Linked DNA regions of Triticum aestivum: region 1 is linked to region 2. A link is a contact called in public Hi-C data. All regions are on one chromosome and are shown on one strand. Each heading gives the region's core, a stretch centred on a gene start, on an enhancer-like site or on the middle of the called end of the contact. The rest is flanking DNA. Distances are from core to core; before and after follow the strand shown.

The links. A called contact is a pair of places that touch in the nucleus more often than the background predicts.
Region 1: a contact with region 2 is called in a Hi-C map of leaf, with 7 times the contacts expected there. The contact joins the promoter of LOC123112088 here to the enhancer-like site in region 2. A contact is called at or near these places in 3 of 5 Hi-C or Micro-C datasets (all in leaf) and 1 of 1 datasets of contacts at active chromatin or transcription factors (leaf).

The regions. Positions count from the first base shown.
Region 1 is chr5B:400,831,218-400,836,851 of IWGSC CS RefSeq v2.1, reverse strand. LOC123112088 (BTB/POZ domain-containing protein NPY1) reads right to left here and starts at 3,605. Exons shown (of 4, transcript XM_044533007.1): 1 at 3,224-3,605; 2 at 1,081-1,150; 3 at 1-214. The coding sequence starts at 3,285.
Region 2 is chr5B:400,688,481-400,694,195 of IWGSC CS RefSeq v2.1, reverse strand. No RefSeq gene overlaps it. Among protein-coding and RNA genes, the nearest start is that of LOC123112087, 19 kb to the right of the region's middle. Within about 2 kb of position 1,700, at least 4 of the 8 cell types and tissues checked have an H3K27ac peak or open chromatin away from gene starts, as enhancers often do. A contact at or near this core is called in leaf, where this site is marked.

The sequences.
Region 1 (5,634 bases), core at 2,356-4,855, 140 kb before region 2:
TTTCCTCAGTCATTCCAAGGTACTCTGCTGCACATCTTGCTGCAACAACATTGTGGGGACTGAGGGTGACAACCATCCCATAGCAGAATTTTGCACATATTTCAAACCCTTTCGCTCCCCCCGGTAAATCATCTATGTGGACGTCATCTGTCCCTTTCTCAGTAGCCTTAAGGACTAGCTTCTGAAGCTTGCTGCTCTTGGACAGAAGGGGAAACTGCATACAACAATCAACACAGACGCAAATTTTCAGTCATGAATGATAATCAGATATTGCTCTGCATATGAGTTGTCACCAGCTAGAAAATAAATCATTTACATAATGCAGCACTGGTGATTATAACACTCGGTGACAAAATGCCAAACACTTGATGAAAATGATTAAGCTTGTATCTATGCAAATGCTATCAGGGTATTCTTTCCTTCAGCACTGTTTTCAGTTGAAATATTGTCATGGGAGTCTGAAACAACACTAAAATTTGGGCAAGTTTTAAATAGCTAACTGACGCCCTGGTAAAACTAAAGTTTACCAGCACCAATATTAAGTACTGAAGTGTTCCATGTAGGTAGGTTTTACTTGATTCAACACAATTTGACAACACAAATCACTTTCTTTAGTTTAAGGCTTTAAGCTATAAGCAGACCTTGTTAAGAAATACACGGCATAGGGTTGCTACAAGGTGTTGTTAGGCTGAAGAATGGTAACATAAATGTAATGGATGATTCTTTGATCTGTTTGGTTAGATTGCCAAAGGCAGTCTATTAGACCATCAAAAATATTTTAAGGTGGTGTTGATAATCAGCTTGGCAGTGAAAATAATTTGTGCGTGAAACAGGACCCAGTAGATTGGAAAGAGACAGCCCAACAGCAATCAGACGTGAAGCATAAATGTTGATGATGTTACTACTCTTGATGGCATGACAAAGAGACCCCGACAGTTGAACATTCTATGTCTGAAGAACTACGTACTCCAGGATGTAACACATATCTACTTCCACCACCCTTGCCGTTATTTGTAGAAGCAAATATAAATGCTTAGTGTTGACTTGAGCAAAAATTGCTGAAAATACTAGCACACTGACCTTGTGTAAGTAGAATCTGACTTCACCGATATGCACAATGACATCTGTTGCAAGGTCAGAGACCACCAATCTGCGCGTATCAACAAACTTGTAAGCATATCATATTGCGAAACAGAACACAGAAACACTCTTTTGTAGCCATGGTAGCATTGCTGAGATTTAGTTTTATACAAGTAGTTCTTCTACCCGCCTAATGCTTCTACAAGGCTCCTACAAGGTTTTCACCGCAAAATCACGCATACCAATTTTGCTTATGCAACATGTATCAATGGTGGAGAAGCTCAGGAAAATTTCAAAACTATCTGAATAAAAAAAAAACATCTGAGATTACGTTAACGCGGTCGATTACACATGCCCGACCAACGTATCGACTGTCACCCATAAACCATGACTAGTCGCTGTCTCCAAACACACGACAACAGCGTAGACATGAAGCTTATCCTAAGCTGTAAAGACCTCCACTACATCCTCAACACATCAATAATGGAGGAAAAACATGCAGTGGCAGTTAAACTAGACTGTGCGGCTCGCTTTCCAGTTATCCCAGTTCAGCAAAGGGAAGAAGCAGGGCACTAGGAGTCCGGAGTTGGTGAACAGGACACGTATGCATGCGATCAGCTGGCCACTGATAATCATTAGTGATTAACAAGGTCCAGAAATCTCACAGGCTCTCAACTTGAGCTTGAAACCATCCCTTTCCAATGTTTCTTCATCTAGTTAACTGGCCACAAAAGCACCTTGCCAAGAAGATACACATGTCAGGCTCAAGCTCTGCTTTAAACCCATTTCTTTTTTACCACCAGCACTTGGCATTCAGAGAAAAGAATGCTGGATTCTTTAGATTAACCGGAGGGAAAGTGAGGCCTGATCAATGATTAGTGAGATGGGGAGATGACAATTGTTTTCTTCCTTCCTTGACAATAACTTAACCCCGGCCAACTTTAACCAAGTTGCCCAAGACGAACAGCAGGGCGTAGTGGCATCTACCTTATATTAATATACTGGCGCTCAGCGCATTGCTCCTAGCACTCAGATCTATTCCGCACTAGCAAAGAGGGGAGAAAACAAGTGCTGCATGTTCGGATTTAAAAGAGAAAAGGAAGTCAATCATTCTTTTGGGCGAGCAAATGATGCAGAGCAATCTACATGAAGGTGAAAGGCAGCCATGGGACTGACGGACGCCGGGAAAAAGATGCAAGAACATTTCAAGTAAATGAGACCCAAGGATGAATGAACTACAGCACATTACAACAAGATTTTTTTTTTAATCAGAGGACTGCTCATCACTGTAAACTGAACCGTATAACAGGCTAGGGGGGAGGGTGGCGACAATGGAACGGACACGAACAACTAATCCCGAGAGAAACAAGGAATGCCAGCTCGAGGGATCAGTTGGAGAAACTCCATTCTGCTACTAGTATCATAGTGCTAGATCCAGTTGAGAGAAGCGTAGAGAGCCACACATGTAGGAAGCATAAACAAAAGAAGGCAGGCAGAGGGGACAAGACAAGGCAGAAACTGGTAGGGATAGAAACGGCGCACACAGCCTAGCACTCTGCACTTCCCAAGAACCAATAGTCAACTCACGCCGTGACTCGAAGCAAAACAGCCGTATTTTGGAGCAAGATCATCTTTATGGCGCATTAGCAATCGAACAGGGTCTAATAACCAAGATCCAAGCGCAATGCGAGGCCAAAAACTCCACATAAGCTGGTACAGGAGGAAGAGACGCACTCAAGCATGACAGTCGGAGCAAGAAGGTGGTGATGCAAGAAGAGCGGTTCCCGAACGACCGCCATTCTAGAAGCTCTGCTCTTCCGAAGGGACGCACGGCACGAATAAGCCTGCAAGAATCTCACCGGGAGCACCAACCAGCAGGAGAAAGAGGACGACGGTGTCTGTGACAAGAATCTAGCGGGGAAACGCGCCTAGCTACGTGTAGAACAAGAGGCGAAGGAGATGGACGAGAAGAGGTTCTGCTCCGCCGTCATGAACCGGAGAAGCGGCGGCGCGAGCAAGAAACGTAAGACACCAAACGGCGCAGGGAAAACCCATCCAAAGTTTGAGCAGGAAGCAACGCTAGAGATGGACGCAACGCCAGAGATGAACAAGACAAGAAAAAGAAGGGAAGAGGGTGACTGACCTGACGTCGGCGCCGCCGGACTGGAAGGCGTCCGGCTTGGAGCCCAGCTTCATGAACTTCATCTTCTCGCTCCCTCCCTCTCCGGCCGCCTCTAGCTCCCTCACGCCCTCGCAGAAGACCTCACTGTCTGTCTGACGCTCGCTCAGGCTGGGTGCTTTCTTCTTCTTCCCATGCACTTGCTTGGCACCCCGGGACGGCGCGAGAGAGAAGCAGCGGGAAGCAGAGCACGGATGAAAAAACCCACCAGCAGTACGCAGCGCAGCGGCAGCAGGGGAAGAGAGAGGCGCGGTTGGGTTGGGTTGGTGTGGGGGAGGCTTAAACGCAGCAGCAGCAATTAAAGAAGGGGATATGGAGGGAGGCGGCAATGATGGTGATGCCGTGGCGTGTGAACCATGGAAGGGATGGTGGTATTATTATCAACTCCTCCTCGGCCGCTCTGCCTCTGCTCTGCTCTCTGCTCTCTGCCTGCGACTGCCAAAGCCGCCTCCTCCTCCTGCTTGCTCCGTCCGTCGCAATGTCAATGACTCAACGTGGTGTGGGCAGGACGTAGTAGCAGTAGCAGTATCTCTCTCTCCCTCTCTCTAGCCTTTTCCTCTGCGTCTGCTCTTCTTTTTCTTGGCTTCGACGCACCAGTAATAATATGTTAAAAACTTGCTCCGGCTGCTGCTGCTGCTCACCATGGAAAAACCGCAGGCCCTTTTGCAGCAGCGCTGCAGCACAGGCGCGATGATACTTTTTGGTTAGATTAGAATAGGGGCATAGTATTTCTTCCTCTGTTTGATCGTGGTATACTGGGAAGGATTAGGCGGGCTAATTATCCGTTTAGTCTTTTGATGTGTGCGGGTGCGGCAGAACTTTACAGGGAAACGGGTGGGGTGGCGCGCTCCTGCCCCTCTGTCTGTCGTGTGCGAGTGCGAGTGCGAGTGCGAGAGGAGAGCCTGTGTGCCTCACTGCCTCTGTGCCTGTGTGGTGGAGAGAAAGGTGCAACAAACAATCTACTATCTGCGCGCAGCGTTTAACAGCAGCAGCGCGGCACAGGTCGCTTTCTGTGTGCGGCGCGCTCCAGTTTCACAGACGGAACATGCCCAGTACTGACGATGTACAGCAGTGCTCTGGCCTGGTAGAGTATATCCGTTCCCTGTTGTATTGTAGGAGTATATACCACTGCCTCCGCCCGGAATCAAAACCGATGTATGTAGATGCATTGAGCATCAACTAATTTCGGATGAAGAAAGTACTTGGTCAAACGCAACGCAGTCGTTCCATGTTCACCTTTTGAACGGTGGTGAAGATGGACTTTTGCTTGGACAAGAAGCACCGGGTCAGGTCCGTTGCGTCATCCGCGAGCAAATAAAAACTTTTGAAAAACGCAGCGCAGGATCATCTGGCCGTATCGGAACAGCAATAATTTAATCAAGCAAAAAAAGGTGGCAGCACCATCCATCCGTAGCCCTCGGTTTGTCACGCATTCCCACCGGCGCACCACGCTCGCTCGGCCGCCACCTTTCCACGCCCCGCCCGCCCCGCCCGCCGTCGGCGGCCGGCCGGCGCGCACGCCACGTACCAGCGCGGCAAATACGCCCGCGCGCTTTCTCTCTCTTTCTCTCTGCGCGCCGCGCCCCCCGCCGGTACGTGTCCGCGCGTCCTCCGCCCCATGTGTCCTGGCGTCCCGCCCTGTTCTTTTTAGTTAAAAGGCTCGGAGACGGCGGTCCAATGGGCGAGCGCAGGATGATGCTCTCCGTCGGCCGGCGCCCATGCGTAGCGTACTACTACTCCGCAGCAACTGTTTATGTACTTTGGGGTGCGCATGGCATGGCAACGGGCGCGGGCTGACGGTGTCAGGTCGATCGCGCGGGGGAGAGAATCTCGGTCAAACGACGGGGGGCGGTTAACTTTGTAGCTAAACAAATCGCCACCCTACCGGCTTTGCAAAAGTCACCGCGATTAGATGCTCGGTACTTTGTGGACTGATGGAAATAGAGGGCCTAGGTGGAAAGGCCTACATCTTTCTTGACTTCTAAGAGCATCTTTAATTGGACTTAGGCAAATTCGACAGCTATGCATCCGCGGACGCGTCTGGACGGTCCCTCATATTTCGCTACCGGCATCCACATATCTTAAATCCGGACTCCCATATCCATGCACGTCGATCATAAAAAGCCGATGTCGCACGTACATAACAAATGTTGGTACCGAGCATTGGTAGTGTTTACATAAAATTTATTTTAAGTACACAACTCAAGCATTAGCTATTTGGTTTTTTTATGGGTTCATGTGCTCCACAAGATCATTGAGTAGCTGCATGTGCACCTCATGATCTCGAAGATTCTGATGCATCTGCAAAAAGTTCATAAGCCGGACCGCATCTTAATCTTCCGGATTTCAACTTGTTCTCCAGGTGCTTCAAAATC
Region 2 (5,715 bases), core at 451-2,950:
TTAGGGGCTTTTTTAGTCCCTACATCAAAAAGTCCCTGGAAACAAACACCCCCTAATTCTCCGAGAAGAAAAAAGTTGACGACGGTAACACGCGGGCGTGCCGGCGACGGGCGTTCCGACCAGGGCCATAGCTGGCAAGGCCCCAAGGGACAAGGCGAGGACACAAACACACCGGTTGGTCCCTTCCACGCTGCCGGTGTCATGTGGTCTCTCCCATCTCTGCCGCTCACCGGAGCAGCCAGCTGACTGGACACCCTCGTGCCGATCCGCCAAGTGAAGCGGCGAACATGCATGTCAACCCTTGTCCCGCAAGTTGGAACCACGAGCGGAGCGGTGCAACTTGGGCGTCCTTTTCTATGCCCGCTGCTCGCTGCTCTCCTGCCCATGTTTAATCAACCCAGCGAATCCACGTCGCATGGATGCATGAGAGGTGTGTGGTCCGGCGAGAAAACACACTCGTATGAGAAGAATTCGGGTCGGCGCGGCTGCTCATGGATGCCTCGGATTCTCTTGGCGCAGTGCATGCCGCTGCCGGTGCGCTCGGCTTTTTCCACTGCTGCCGCTGCGGACTGAGTAGTGGCGCCTCGGAGAGCTGAACGGGATGAATTGTTTTTTGTCCCGTACCACCTGTGCATGTGCCTGGCAAGGGACGACGTCTATCCCCGGCTCTGCCCACACGGGGCCGCCTCGTTGTGGCTGCGCTGCCTTCACGTAGAAGCCAGGCCATTAATGGCGGGTCGGTCGGGGCCGTGGCTGCGATCGCGCTGAGATCACATTCCACGGGCCCTGTCCCCTATCCTGCGCTGCCGGTCTCCAGTGCCCAAACAGAGGCGATCGTTGAAAAGTTTTCGTGCAGTGCAGAGAGGCGTTCTCTCGTGCGTGCGTGCATGAGGCGAGGGCGAGCCATGCATGTCGCCGTAGCGGGCAGCGCTGGCGAGGTTTTGGGCACGAGTCGAGTCGGGAAATGTGTGGGTGGGATGCCAGCAGGGCAGTTGCGTTCGGGTCGATGTTATGTCAGGCCGACGTGGATCCGACGGGCGGTGGTACTCCAGTTTTTTGCGGTGTAGGCCGTAGCCGTGGGGCAGTGGTACGTGCGTTTCCAATTGCAAGGTCGACCTCACTGTCAGGTAAAGCTAGGAGCTGCTGCCTTGATTAACGATGTTGATTTGCCGGTCCGGTTTCATTGTGGTTAAGCAACGAATCATTCTGACCAGCAGCTTCCACTAGCTTCTTCGGCGATCGAGTCGAGCTTCCGATCGAACTAGCTAGGGCTAGGACCTAGGAGCGAAAAGCAAGAGCTATGAATAGACATAATTAAAAAGTTTCTGGACACCTACGTATTTTGCTAGACTTTCAGAGCCTCCTGCTGTGCATATGCTCAAACAGGTGTAGCAATTTACTCCTGGGCAAGCCACGTTCGCAGCTGGCTATGTGTAGCTGCTGATATGGATGGATAGCTAGCCTCGAGTCGAGTCCGGGCAGGGTACCCCACGAGGCCGACGGAGAGCGACCGGCCTGGCCTGCCCGGCGGAAAAAGGCAGCCCATGGCAATGGCATGGCCGGATGTACTACGAAGATGCACGTAGCTGCGTGCCGCTCCAAGGTGAACAGGCAAAGCCACTCTTCCGTTTGGATTGGGTGGACCGTGGACCGGGCGCGCGCGCGGCGGGGACCTCCTCCCCTTCCTTAACCAGGGCCCGGCCGATAATGCATGCCATCTCCCCTCCCAGCGGCCGGACGGACAGAATCCGTTCCGTGACGCCCAACAGCAAGACGCTAAAAACGCACGCACGCACGCGGGGAGGCTCCTTCGGTTCAGCCAGCGACCCACGTGCTCGTCCGCGCCACCGTGTCCGTGTGGTCGATCGGGCCGGCCCCGGCAGGGCCCCGGGCATTCCGTTGGGGTGGCGGCATGGGCGCGGTTCGTGGCTTCGCGCACGCCTTGCGCGTGCACAGTGCTCCCGTCCGTCCATCTCGGGCGTCCAGTCACGGGTGCGTGGCCAGGTCGGCCATCCGTCGCGCGTCCGTGCGGTGCGCCCGGCGGCGGCGGGTGCGGGGAGCGCGTCCGGGCGGGCCACTGTACGTCTGCCGTCTACGCGTGCCGCCCTGCCCTGCCCTGCTAGTAATAAGATCGATCGACTGTTCAGCCCGTCCGTCTCCGTCGGGTCGCAGATCAGACATACGTACGCATGCACGCAACCCTGCATGTGTGGGAGCTGCCAGAGCCGCCCGACCGGTACACCACGACCACGTAGTACTACGTCGGTACGTGAGATACTGAGACGTACTGTCCTTGAGATACCGAAAAGATGCACTGTTTTTTTTTAACAAAAAACTGAGATGTACTGTCGTGCTTCTTCGTCGCGATGCTCTTGGCTGGACGGGCGAACCCCGTCCCGTACCGAGCGCGAGCCAGTGCTACCTATACCTAGGTCTAGCAACCTAGCCGATCTTGGCGTTTTGCATCGGGAAAGGAACAAGGCAACAAGACCAAACAAAAAGCCGGATCAAACAAAAAGCAAGCCCCTGGGCGGGCAATGATTGCGGGGTTAAAAGTGGGGGTCAAGGCCTTGGTCAAGGACGGGTTGGAACTCGATGGGGGGTACCCAGTACACTCGATCATCCATTCCTCCTCTCTTCTCCATCATCGTCTCCACTGGGTCTGAGATAAGGATCGGGTCGAGGCCACTGCGGGGGTGCATCATGAGCAATCATGCACGCAGACGCAGGGCAGTCGCACTCACGGGAATGTAGTCGTAGTAGCAGCAGTACGTGGAATCTCGCAGATTTCATCATCGCTCGCCTCAAGGAGCACCACACCCCCTGACTGTCATTAGCCATCACTACCGCCGCCTCGATCGGTTGTTTTCCTGAACTTTTTCGGGGGCGGTGCTATGGCCGGCGAGCAAGGTGTTAAAATAAATCCGAGGAATACCGTCGATCATTCGAGGACCAAGCAATCACACAAACACGACACCGAGATTTGTTAACGAGGTTCATCGATATGGCTACATCCCCGGGGCCTGACTACGGACGCTCCTCCCCGTGACACCGCTACAATACCGCACCCGGTCGCCCTGGACACCGGCACATGCCGCCGGCTTCCCCTGCGTTCTGGTGCTATTATGTTGGCATAGGTTACATCGTGTGTCTACCCTCGCTATATAAGAAAGGCCTAGGATACAAGTGTCCTATTAGGACACGACTTCATATCCTATCTAAACACAATACTACTCACAGTCCAGCTGTAACCTGTCTTGTACACAATATTCGACACAACTCTAACAAACTCCGCCTTGGCGAATATTCTCCACCACCTTGAATTCGTTCATGCGTCAAACTTGCATGTACATTGGACTTGAGCTTATCCCATGAGCACCGCTGCTACTCCAAAGACTCCATGTGACTCCACCTGCAACTTGTAGTCCCTTCTTTTCTTGACCACAGTCAACACTCGAGCAAAATTAAGTTCCTTATTACTCTAGTTTGTGCTCCCAACTTCCAGAGTGTCAGTCCAACGCCATCACACACTGATCACTGACCTGCATGCAAAATGAACAACTCACATGTTGGGTGTCACACATAAGAATTACCTGAACTCAATATCACCGCTCTTTTTTTGACCATCTGTCTGAAACTTGAAGGAATTTCACCATTGCTTGTAGTCATCCCGAGTCAAATTCGCAGTTGTCTCACCACATGTATGACCACCAGAGCCCTGGCCCATCTCCATGTCCCGTGCGTACCGCACGCCTCGCCGCTATTACCACGTCGAGTCTCCGCTGTCCCGGTCGAATCTCAAGGGTCGCAAAACCACACCACTCAACCCTCACTGCAGAGTACCGCCGATCATTGCCGACCGGTGACGAGTTTCACGCTTCCATCAGACCACTGGGCTTCAGTCCGAACTACGTGTCACTCGCTTTTCCCGCCCTTGCTGAATAGGCTTCGATTCCCTGGATCCTTACACCGTACCTCCTCAATCCAGCTTCACCTTCAACATGACTCCATGGTAGATGATCAGTCCACCCTCGCGCCCCGTCGACTTCAGGCTCCGTTTGTACACCACCTTGAATCAACCCCACGCCATAGTCTTGTCGAAGTCACACAAGCCCTCGGGGCATGTGCCACGTGTTTCCACGCCCCAGAAGTCGGTCACCATCAGCATCACGCTCCTATGTCGTCGTCGTTGATCCCACCACCGTCTTCTGCACCAACCGACTTGCGTCGATCCGTCAAACCGACAAGTCTGACCCAGCCGAACATATCCGACTGCAACCATGCTCCACCCTGCACCATGACCGCTCGCACATCTGTGCATGTCTTGAATGCCATGTGTATGCATGATCTTCACGATGCACTTCCAGGCTCCTCTGAACCATATATGCACGTTGCCAATCTGTTAAACTCCTGGTAAAACACCGTACGCAATTAGCAATGCATCACAAAACTGCTTCCATGGAAGCTCTCGTGACTGCACCAAGTGTGCCGCCACACCTCCCAATGCTCCTTTTCTAAATCCAATTGCTATCCATGCTAACGTCAATTACCATACTGTTACAGACTGCCCTTTTTTTCACAACTCTCACGCCTGTCACGGCCTTATCCTGCAGCTATCTAGCACCTGCGCCAGCCACTAGCCGTGCGCCTTCGGCCTTGGACCAAAGGCACCGCTCCACCTGGACCTTGTCTGGTGGACACCGCTAACCGCCACCTGGGCCACGCGCCTAGCCTTCTGTGGCCTGGCTCGACCCCTGCGCTTGCACGTACATGTGCCCTAGCGCGTTACACGACCGTCGCCACCGCTGCAATCCGATCTCGCCGAGACTTCGCCCAATCGTGTCACGTTAAGCCGCCGCTTCCGATTACTTCTGACATGAGCAGAACTCCCGCCGCCTCTATCGATCTTTTCAGTCGCAAGCCGACCACCAACCGATCCGACGAATTCTGCTCCACCTCCAGATCAACAACCGAAACCTCAAATCGAACCTTGCTTTGATACCACTTTTTAGAATAAATCTGAGGCATACCGTCGATCATCCGAGGACCAAGCAATCACACAAACATGACACCGAGATTTGTTAACGAGGTTCACCGATACCGGCAGCTTCCTCGTCCCGTCCACCATGTCCCGCCTCGGTGACGAGACCATTGAGGTAGATAGATGGACAGGCACGGTGATCAGGAAGGAATGGCACAAAAGAAAAAGGCTTCGGGTGGCTGCTTCCACGCCACGCTCTCACCTCACCTGTGTCGGTCGGCCCCAAGTTCCCAGTCCCAAGATTCTGATTCCGATGGACAGGTCGGGTGTGCCTATGCCACATTCTTGCAAGCCAAACATGATTTAGGGGTTCCAATAAAAGTCACCTGACTTATAAGTCAGGTGACTTAAAACCAGTGACTTATAAGTCACGCCTGTTTGATTGTCACCTGACTTATAAGTCACCTCATCACATTTTTTCACACCAATCCACATCATGCAGGTGGTGGCACCCGCACAAAAGGGGGTGACTTATAAGTTTTAAGTTGGGGTAAAGCAACTTATGACTTATAAGCTGGGGTGACTTAGGGCCTGTTTGGTTCCAAATAAATCAACAACTTATAAGTCGAAAAGTGAAAAAAAGTGACTTATTTTGCCAAACAGACCCGACTTATAAGTCACCCCAACTTATAAGTCATAAGTTGCTCTACCTCAACTTAAAACTTATAAGTCAC